Linked DNA regions of Mus musculus: region 1 is linked to region 2. A link is a contact called in public targeted proximity ligation data. All regions are on one chromosome and are shown on one strand. The core of a region is the stretch at or near the end of the contact, and the rest is flanking DNA. Distances in the headings are between cores, read along the strand shown.

What was found.
Region 1: a contact with region 2 is called in a targeted proximity ligation map of embryonic stem cells, with 4 times the contacts expected there. A contact is called at or near these places in 1 of 484 Hi-C or Micro-C datasets (olfactory sensory neurons), 3 of 130 datasets of targeted methods (astrocytes and embryonic stem cells) and 1 of 9 other capture datasets (embryonic stem cells).

Annotation. Positions count from the first base shown.
Region 1 is chr19:23,954,377-23,958,163 of GRCm38.p6, forward strand. No RefSeq gene overlaps it. Among named protein-coding and RNA genes, the nearest start is that of Gm34076, 39 kb to the left of the region's middle.
Region 2 is chr19:23,466,439-23,470,618 of GRCm38.p6, forward strand. No RefSeq gene overlaps it. Among named protein-coding and RNA genes, the nearest start is that of Mamdc2, 20 kb to the left of the region's middle.

The sequences.
Region 1 (3,787 bases), core at 1,180-3,679, 490 kb after region 2:
TCATCTTGCAGTAACACATAGGAAGAGAAATGGTTGCTGCTGAAGCAGGCCCTTTGTGCCTTTCAGCCTGTAGTTTACTACTAATCAACCCCTTTGTATCTTCTCTTCACCCTCTGGCCTTCAGTAATTAAATCTAGGATATCCCAGAAGTTGTTTTTCTTATTGATACCTCTACATCAAAACATCACAGGGTAACTGTCAACCCGAAACACTGGAAGAAGGACGACTCTCTCTCTATCCTTCGCCTGCTTGCCTTGTGGGACTGAGCAACTGCTAGATCCTTGAACTTCCATTCACAGCTGCTGCTGACCACTGTTGGGAGTCAAACTGCAGACTGTAAGTCATCAACAAATTCCTTTACTATATAGAGATGACCTATAAGTTCTGTGACTCTAGACAACCCTGACTAATACAGAAGTTGAGCTCTAATCTCAAAGGGAAGAGAGAATTTATTCAAGAGCAGTGGTTCTCAACCTGTGGATAATGACCGTCTCTGGGATTTGAAGGACTTTCACAGGGGTCCCATAGCAGATATCCTGCCTGTCAGATATTTACATTATTATTTTTACATATTTACATATTTATATTCACAACAGTTGCAAAATTACAGTTATGAGGTAGCAATAAAGATAATTTTATGTTTATTAAAGGGTCACAGCCTTAGGAAAGTTGAGAATCACTGCTTTAGAACCAGATGTGAGCTATCATAACCTAGGAATGCAGCTATCAAATGCCAGGATCAATGTGGTAACAGTTTCATGGAGTCTTCATAATTATAGAACAAATGAGAACTATAGATCCACGCACTTTTCAAATGCATGGGCGGAATCTGACGCGTTCCTTAGCATTGGTAGAAAGCGGTGATGTGTTAAATCCTAAAAGGGTTCATGGGACAGTCCCAAGGATCTAGGCCAGACACAGAGATGGGTGCCATAGATTGCTAGTAAGGAAAGCTAAAAAGAACCCCAACATAGTTTGATCTGGGCTCTGTTAACATCTCAGCTCTCCACAAACACAAAGTTGTAATCAGTCAGTCAGCCTGGTAGAGTCTTTTTTTCTGAGAATTTCAGTTAATAATAATAATAATAATAATAATAATAATAATAATAATATATTAATGTCATTTTTTAAATTATGAGAACAAAGATGGACAATCACTTCAAAAGAAAATCACTTGACTCACAATTCTAGAAGATCCGAGCAGCCTCATACCACTGTCCTGTCCAGAGGCCCCTGTGGAAAAGCAGAAAGCGAGCCAGTGGCCTGCAGAAGCGGCCAAGCCCATGGGTGTCCTCGCTTTTTAACCACCTGCTCTAGAAGGAAGTAACTCAACAGCCAATCGCATTCCTCCAAGACTGTCCCCTCCTGGAGGTAGGTGTGCCCTGGCCAGATCACCTTCACTCCGCTGTGGCTCTTTAGTCTCCTCCTCCACCCAGCCATACCGGAGGCCCGCAATACCAGCCCAAAGCTTCCTTACTTCCACTTTGGGGGTCGACTAAATCTAAACCCTGGCAGAGCCTCTTCTCCCATCACATAGAGCAGAGTGCCCCATCGCAGCCTGCTAGGTCGAGTGGAGAGATAGATTTAACACGTACAAACGATGAGTCTCAGCTGGTTCTAGGCCAAGGCATCTGGGCCAGATCCCTATCAAAGTGCTATAGATAGTTTAATCTCTACAACACCTGCAGGAGGCAAAGGCCGCTTCTCCTTTATAGCCCAAGACCCTAAGGTTTAAGAAATCAGTTACTGCCCCAGTGGCCCTGCCTATGCTGGATCCTCCCCCTGCCCGTCACCAGTGTTAAAAACACTCTACCCAGTCACCTCTGAAGAAACAACACAGGCGCTCCTCCGTCTGAGAACTGAGATAAGGATGAGAGCTACAACAGGAATCTGCTTCCTGCTAGTCTTCTTTCCCCCCTCATCCCCCTCTCTCCCTCGTGTGAGATGACACAAGTTCGTTCTCTTGTAAAGGTCACAGACCACTCTTCCTGGCTCACCTGGCCTACCTATGCTATTGACCGGAGTTGCATGAGATACACACACACACACACACACACACACACACACACACACACAGAGGCCCTGGCAGGCTAATCCTACAAAGAGAATCTCCATGGCCCGGGCTGCACCCTCCTCACCAAGAGGCCCAGCCTCGCATTGGCCCTCTCTCTTCCTCGCTGCCAGCTGAGCTATCCTCCACAACACTCACCCTCATCGCTAGGGAAAGGGGCCACCTAAGCTGGGTAGCACCACGTTCTTTAGTGGGGTCTTAAAGACAAAGGAGATACTTCGGTTTCCTTACCCGACAGGGAGAGAAGCAGGAGCTACCTTCCTGATCTCTGTATTTGCTCAAAAGACAAGGCTCCACAACTGGAGGCTCACCAGAGGGAACCTGAATGAGCCTGTTCTGAGCCGCTAGCTTTAGTTGGGCAAGCCCCGCCCCGCATCAAGTCCCGCCCCTGGGAAGCTCCACCCCTTCACCCAGCACTGCCCCCAAGCCACCGCGAGGCTTGCAGAATCGCTAGGTTTACTCTTTTTTTTTTTTTTTTTCCATTTTTTATTAGGTATTTAACTCATTTACATTTCCAATGCTATACCAAAAGTCCCCCATATCCACCCACCCCCACTCCCCTGCCCACCCACTCCCCCTTTTTGGCCCTGGTATTCCCCTGTACTGGGGCATATAAAGTTTGCAAGTCCAATGGGCCTCTCTTTCCAGTGATGGCCGACTAGGCCATCTTTTGATATATATGCAGCTAGAGTCAAGAGCTCCGGGGTACTGGTTAGCTCATAATGTTGTTCCACCTATAGGGTTGCAGATCCCTTTAGCTCCTTGGCTACTTTCTCTAGCTCCTCCATTGGGAGCCCTATGATCCATCCATTAGCTGACTGTGAGCATCCACTTCTGTGTTTGCTGGGCCCCGGCATAGTCTCACAAGAGACAGCTACATCTGCGTCCTTTCAATAAAATCTTGCTAGTGTATGCAATGGTGTCAGCGTTTGGATGCTGATTATGGGGTGGATCCCTGGCTATGGCAGTCTCTACATGGTCCATCCTTTCATCTCAGCTCCAAACTCCGTCTCTGTAACTCCTTCCATGGGTGTTTTGTTCCCAAATCTAAGGAGGGGCATAGTGTCCAGGTTTACTCTTCTAAAAGTCCTACTTTATCTGCTCTTCGGTCACTTGACCTCATTGAGCGCGTTCATCTTGTGAGGCCTGTGTGTCTAGTACTAACAATGTTTGCAGCTGAAAGGGACGTCAAAAAACTGTTAGCGCAGGAGGACCTATTATTAGCATTCTGTCTAAACTCCACCCCACAGTTAACTGGCAATAGCCAGGTATGCGCCTCCCCACAGTTACCTGGCAACAGTCAAGTGGGCCTGACCCACTATCAAAGGGGCTGCTTGCCCCACTCCTCCCTCTCTTGGTCTCTTGCCCTCTTTGTCTCTTGCCTTCTTGCTCCCTCCTCTGTCCCCTCCCCCTCCCCCCTCTCTCCACGTGCTCATGGGGGCCCTCTACTCCTCTACTCTTGCTCTCTGCCTCTGCTGCCCTCTTAACTCTCCTTCCCACGCCCTGAATAAACTCTATTCTATACTATACTCTACTGTCCTGTGACTGGTCCCCCAGGGGGAAGGGATGCCTTGGCATGAGCCCGTTGAGACACCCTGCTTGCCCCATACCTCACCACCACCCCCCCATAGAACAAATCCCCCTTCTCTTTATCTTTTTTTTATAAACACATCACCTATAGGAAGCAAAGTGGTTGGTTAATTTTGTTAATGAACA
Region 2 (4,180 bases), core at 8-2,507:
TAGTTACATTGCACCTGTTGTTAGGAAACAAAGATGAACACTTACATTCTTTTAATTCACAGTGGGACCTTAGCCTATGGAATCATGTACCATGAACATTCAGGGTGGGTTCTCCAACTTCAGTCAAACCTCTCTGGAAATGTCCTTACAGACTCCTCCAGAGATGTGTTTCCAAATCTTATAATATGGACATACTTACTTTAATGTATTCTAGCCTCTATTAAAATTGACCAGATTTTACTGACAATCTGTTGGTCCTTGGTATGGAATCTATATTTTCTGACCCCTTTAAAGGCTTGCATTGTGACATTGGCTTACTGTAGTTTCTCTCAATTTCCAATAGTCATACTGAAGATCTAATGGGCCTTGATGAAGGTTTAGGGGGAAATGGAACAGTCTGTAAAGTGCTTGCCATGTAAGCCCAAGGCCCTGAATTGAATCCCCAGCCCACCATAACACACACACACACACACACGGGGAGGGGCGTGGGGGTGGGGTAACAGCATTCACCTCTGATTCCCGTACAGGGTTGGACAGAGACAGGATGAGTTTGAGTTCAGTGAGAGACCTGTTCTCAAACTATAAGATGGCCTTATCCATGTGTGCATAGACACACAGGTTAAATTGACAGAAATAGTAGAAGAGCCTTTGGATAGCATTCAAAGTCACACTCAGTGGCTATGAGGATGTGAAATGCTGTAGATCTGAAAGAGAACTGAAACCCATTCGGGCTTGCCATTCTTCCAGGAGCTACTGAGCAGTAGCAGGGTGGATTCAATACCACTTCCCCATCTCCTCATCTCTGCCTCACTTTCCCTCCCTCCCCCAACTTACATAAGAGGAGAATCCCGTGAGCTGGCTGTCACTGGTAGTCTATGTGAGACTCAGCAGTAGTAATAGAAATGCTTGGATTTGAACCCCTAGGAATTTATCCTCCCTGGAATCAAGAATAGTAGAATAGATTTGTGGATAGAGAAACTATCAAAAGCATGCTGTATTTGGAGAAAGGGTTTCAGGATCGTTTTCTTCTTCTTTAGAGAAAAAGACATTGGCAATGGAACCATGAATGAAGGAGAGAGTAACCAAATGGCAAATGAGCACAGGGTATTTTGACGTGCCCCCCGCCCCCCCCCCCCCAATCTCCCATTGACCTGGAACAAATCTCTTCAGCTTGTGATTGTTTGGTTTTCCTAGCTCTACAGTGAAAACATCACAGTAGCCTTACCACCAAGTGTTCGGGACGCATTAAGTCCATTAAATTCACTGACTATTGACTCAGTCTGTTGAATGTGGAAGTCAAGAGCAGACAACTTTCCTTTCAAATTTCTAGAGAGTCTGTAAAACAACATAGTCAGCAAGTATCATCAAATATCCACTTTTGTGCACAAGCATTAGTCCAAATAATGAAATGAAACTTTGTGTATAACAGGTGGCATAGTCCTTGTTATGGCTTTCAAAAACTGAAACACACTGGTTCCCAATGGTTGTGCTACTCCACCCAGTGCCTCCTGCCTCCTGTTGTCTTGGTGACCTGTTGGTATTGAATACAGAGGAGGGGAAGTAACTCTGCAAATGGGCAAGAGGGCCAGTCTTTCTTTCTTGCCAGAACTGTTGTTTTTGTTTCCTAATCTTGTTCATTCTCATGCAATTAAGCTGCCAGACTGAATTCAGGCATCCTTTTCCAAGAATCTCTCAAATGCATGACATTCAAAGGCCACTCTGAAGTTGAAGAAGGTAGCCTAATCCTTTACATATAAGTGGCATTTGTTTTACTTTAAGAGGAAAAAAATGATAAATCCGTCAAGACTTTCAGGCCTAAATTGCTTTCAAAGACCCCAGAGTTAATTAAAGGAGGACAATATACAAAAGAAGGTGACCTTTTCCATTTAAGCTATAAATATGCCATTGTTAAGGAATTTCATTACAGCAGAGAATACAATGAGCAATTGTAGCTGAGTTCAGCATTTGACTTCAGATGACGGATTGGTAGAGTGGTCGTTATCATTTTAAGTAGTTAAAATATTGTCACTAAGCCATTCTTCTAAAATGGACATGAGCATTAAAAATAAATTAATATATTCTAAAGCAATAAGTTTTTGTTTAGACTTTAGGGGTTATATTAATGATTTATTGTTCTTCCTTCAGCTAAAATGTTAATCAGAGGGGAAGAATTATGGTGTTGACTGGGTCTCACTAAATCCTTCCTTGGAGTTACATGGACCCTTATTACGTTACCCTGTTGAAGGGAATTTGTTTTACATTGATAAATAGGCAAAACAAAATTTGCCATTGTAGTGTGAGGGAAAAAATGCTGTATTTTAAGAGCAAACATCCATTATAATGCGGTGACAAAGTCAAAGTAGCCATTCTGAGCACAAGGAAACTCCAAACCCCGGGGGATAACGGTAGAAAAGAAATCTCCCATTTTCCTAAAATCTGATCTCAAGTTCCAAGTACTTTCCTTCAACAGTTCTAAAAATCTTTTAACAGTCAATTCAAAAACGAATTGAAGGAAAACAAAAAGCTGTCTGGATGCCCAGTCTGTTCCTATTAAAAACTCATGGTCAATTCCATGATTAACAAGTTTTTCTTTGTTAAGCCTTACTGATCCCAGACCAGCCTGGCTTGGTGGCAGAATACTTACTCTGCATCAGGGGCTCACTCTGCACCAGTACCGTAGTGGTAGAATTACTAACTACAGTTTGAAGAGCATTATATTTGAAGTCAAATTACATGGATTCAAATCTCAGCTACATCAAGTCTCAGCTTTGGGACTTCAAACAAATTCACTGACCTCTAAGAACCTCACTGTCCTCTGTAAACACGAACTGACACTGACTACTCTGTCCTAGAGTTAAACAAGATAAGGCATGGGAAATGATTAGTATCAGCCTAATGCACACTAGATAATAAGCACTAAATAGTAGCCATAAGCTTTGATGATTGACTACTTAGAAATAAGGCAGGGTATCCCCTTAGAAGCCAAGCGAGAACAAAGTAGAATTCAGTGATTTCTCCCAAGTACCCATGCTGTCCCCTGGCATAAAATACAAACACAGAGAACAATATGAACCTCAAGTAAGCGGAAACCATGGTGTAGTTGTTATGATCTTGATCATTGGCTTCAGAAGGACCACACCAGGCAAAACCATTCCACATGAGGTTTATTGAGAGAGAGAGAGAGATGGAAGGGCAGCTTTCTTTATATATGGATGCTGACATAGTCACAGGTAAAGGTGGGAGGTGAGCCAAGTGTATTCTGGGAATATGGTAACTGTTGCCTTGGCAACAGGTGTGTGGGTCACGCCTGTGTGATGTCACAGGTTTCAGAAGTCCTGATATACGGGTTTCGGGTTTCCTGATACTAACAGTGGTCCTTAACACTGGAAGAGCAGTGCACAAGAAGAGCACAGAGGAGTACAAAGCACGCTGGAAATGGAAAATGGAGAATGGAAAAGAGCCTGGATCCAATTCTTAGCTTGTTTACTGCAGTGGGTTAAATAGCTGTTCTCCAACATATATATATATATATATATATATATATATATATATCTTAACTCCCCTAATGCCTATGAATCCAGTTTTATTTGCAAAATGTGCATGAAGTCCATATTCTCTCTCCACCTCCTTTAGGACTGTTGGTTTCAGATGAAAATGTTCTTGCCTGAACAAATAAGGCCATGGCCATATTAAGCACCTGGCAGGTTTTCTGGTTCCATTACTGGGGCCTCTTTAACCATGCCAATCTCTTCCATCTTGCCTTCAGAATTTTGCTGCCACCCTCTGTTGTTTATTATACTGTACCACTATAAAAACTAGACTGCCATGTATCCCAGGAATCTATAAAATAGAATATTGGCGCCAGGGGTGGGATAGAGAAAATTGTAAAAGCAGAATGGATAGAAAAGGGGGGCCACATAAAGAGCCCCAAACCCAAAGATTCATCAAATCTGGTATCAGAGAGAATTGCAGAAACAGTGATGACCTTAAATGACAGACATTTAAGAGGTTCCTTGATAAACGGTAGATATCATCATGAGGATTTATATAATAACATTGATCAGGGTTTTTATTTTTTTTCCCCACCTGAGAATTTCTGGTGGATCTGAGAAACATCAGAGCTCAAACAACCACAAAGGAAGGATCAGAAATCTCACAGCTTCCTCAGTCAGGACTCAAG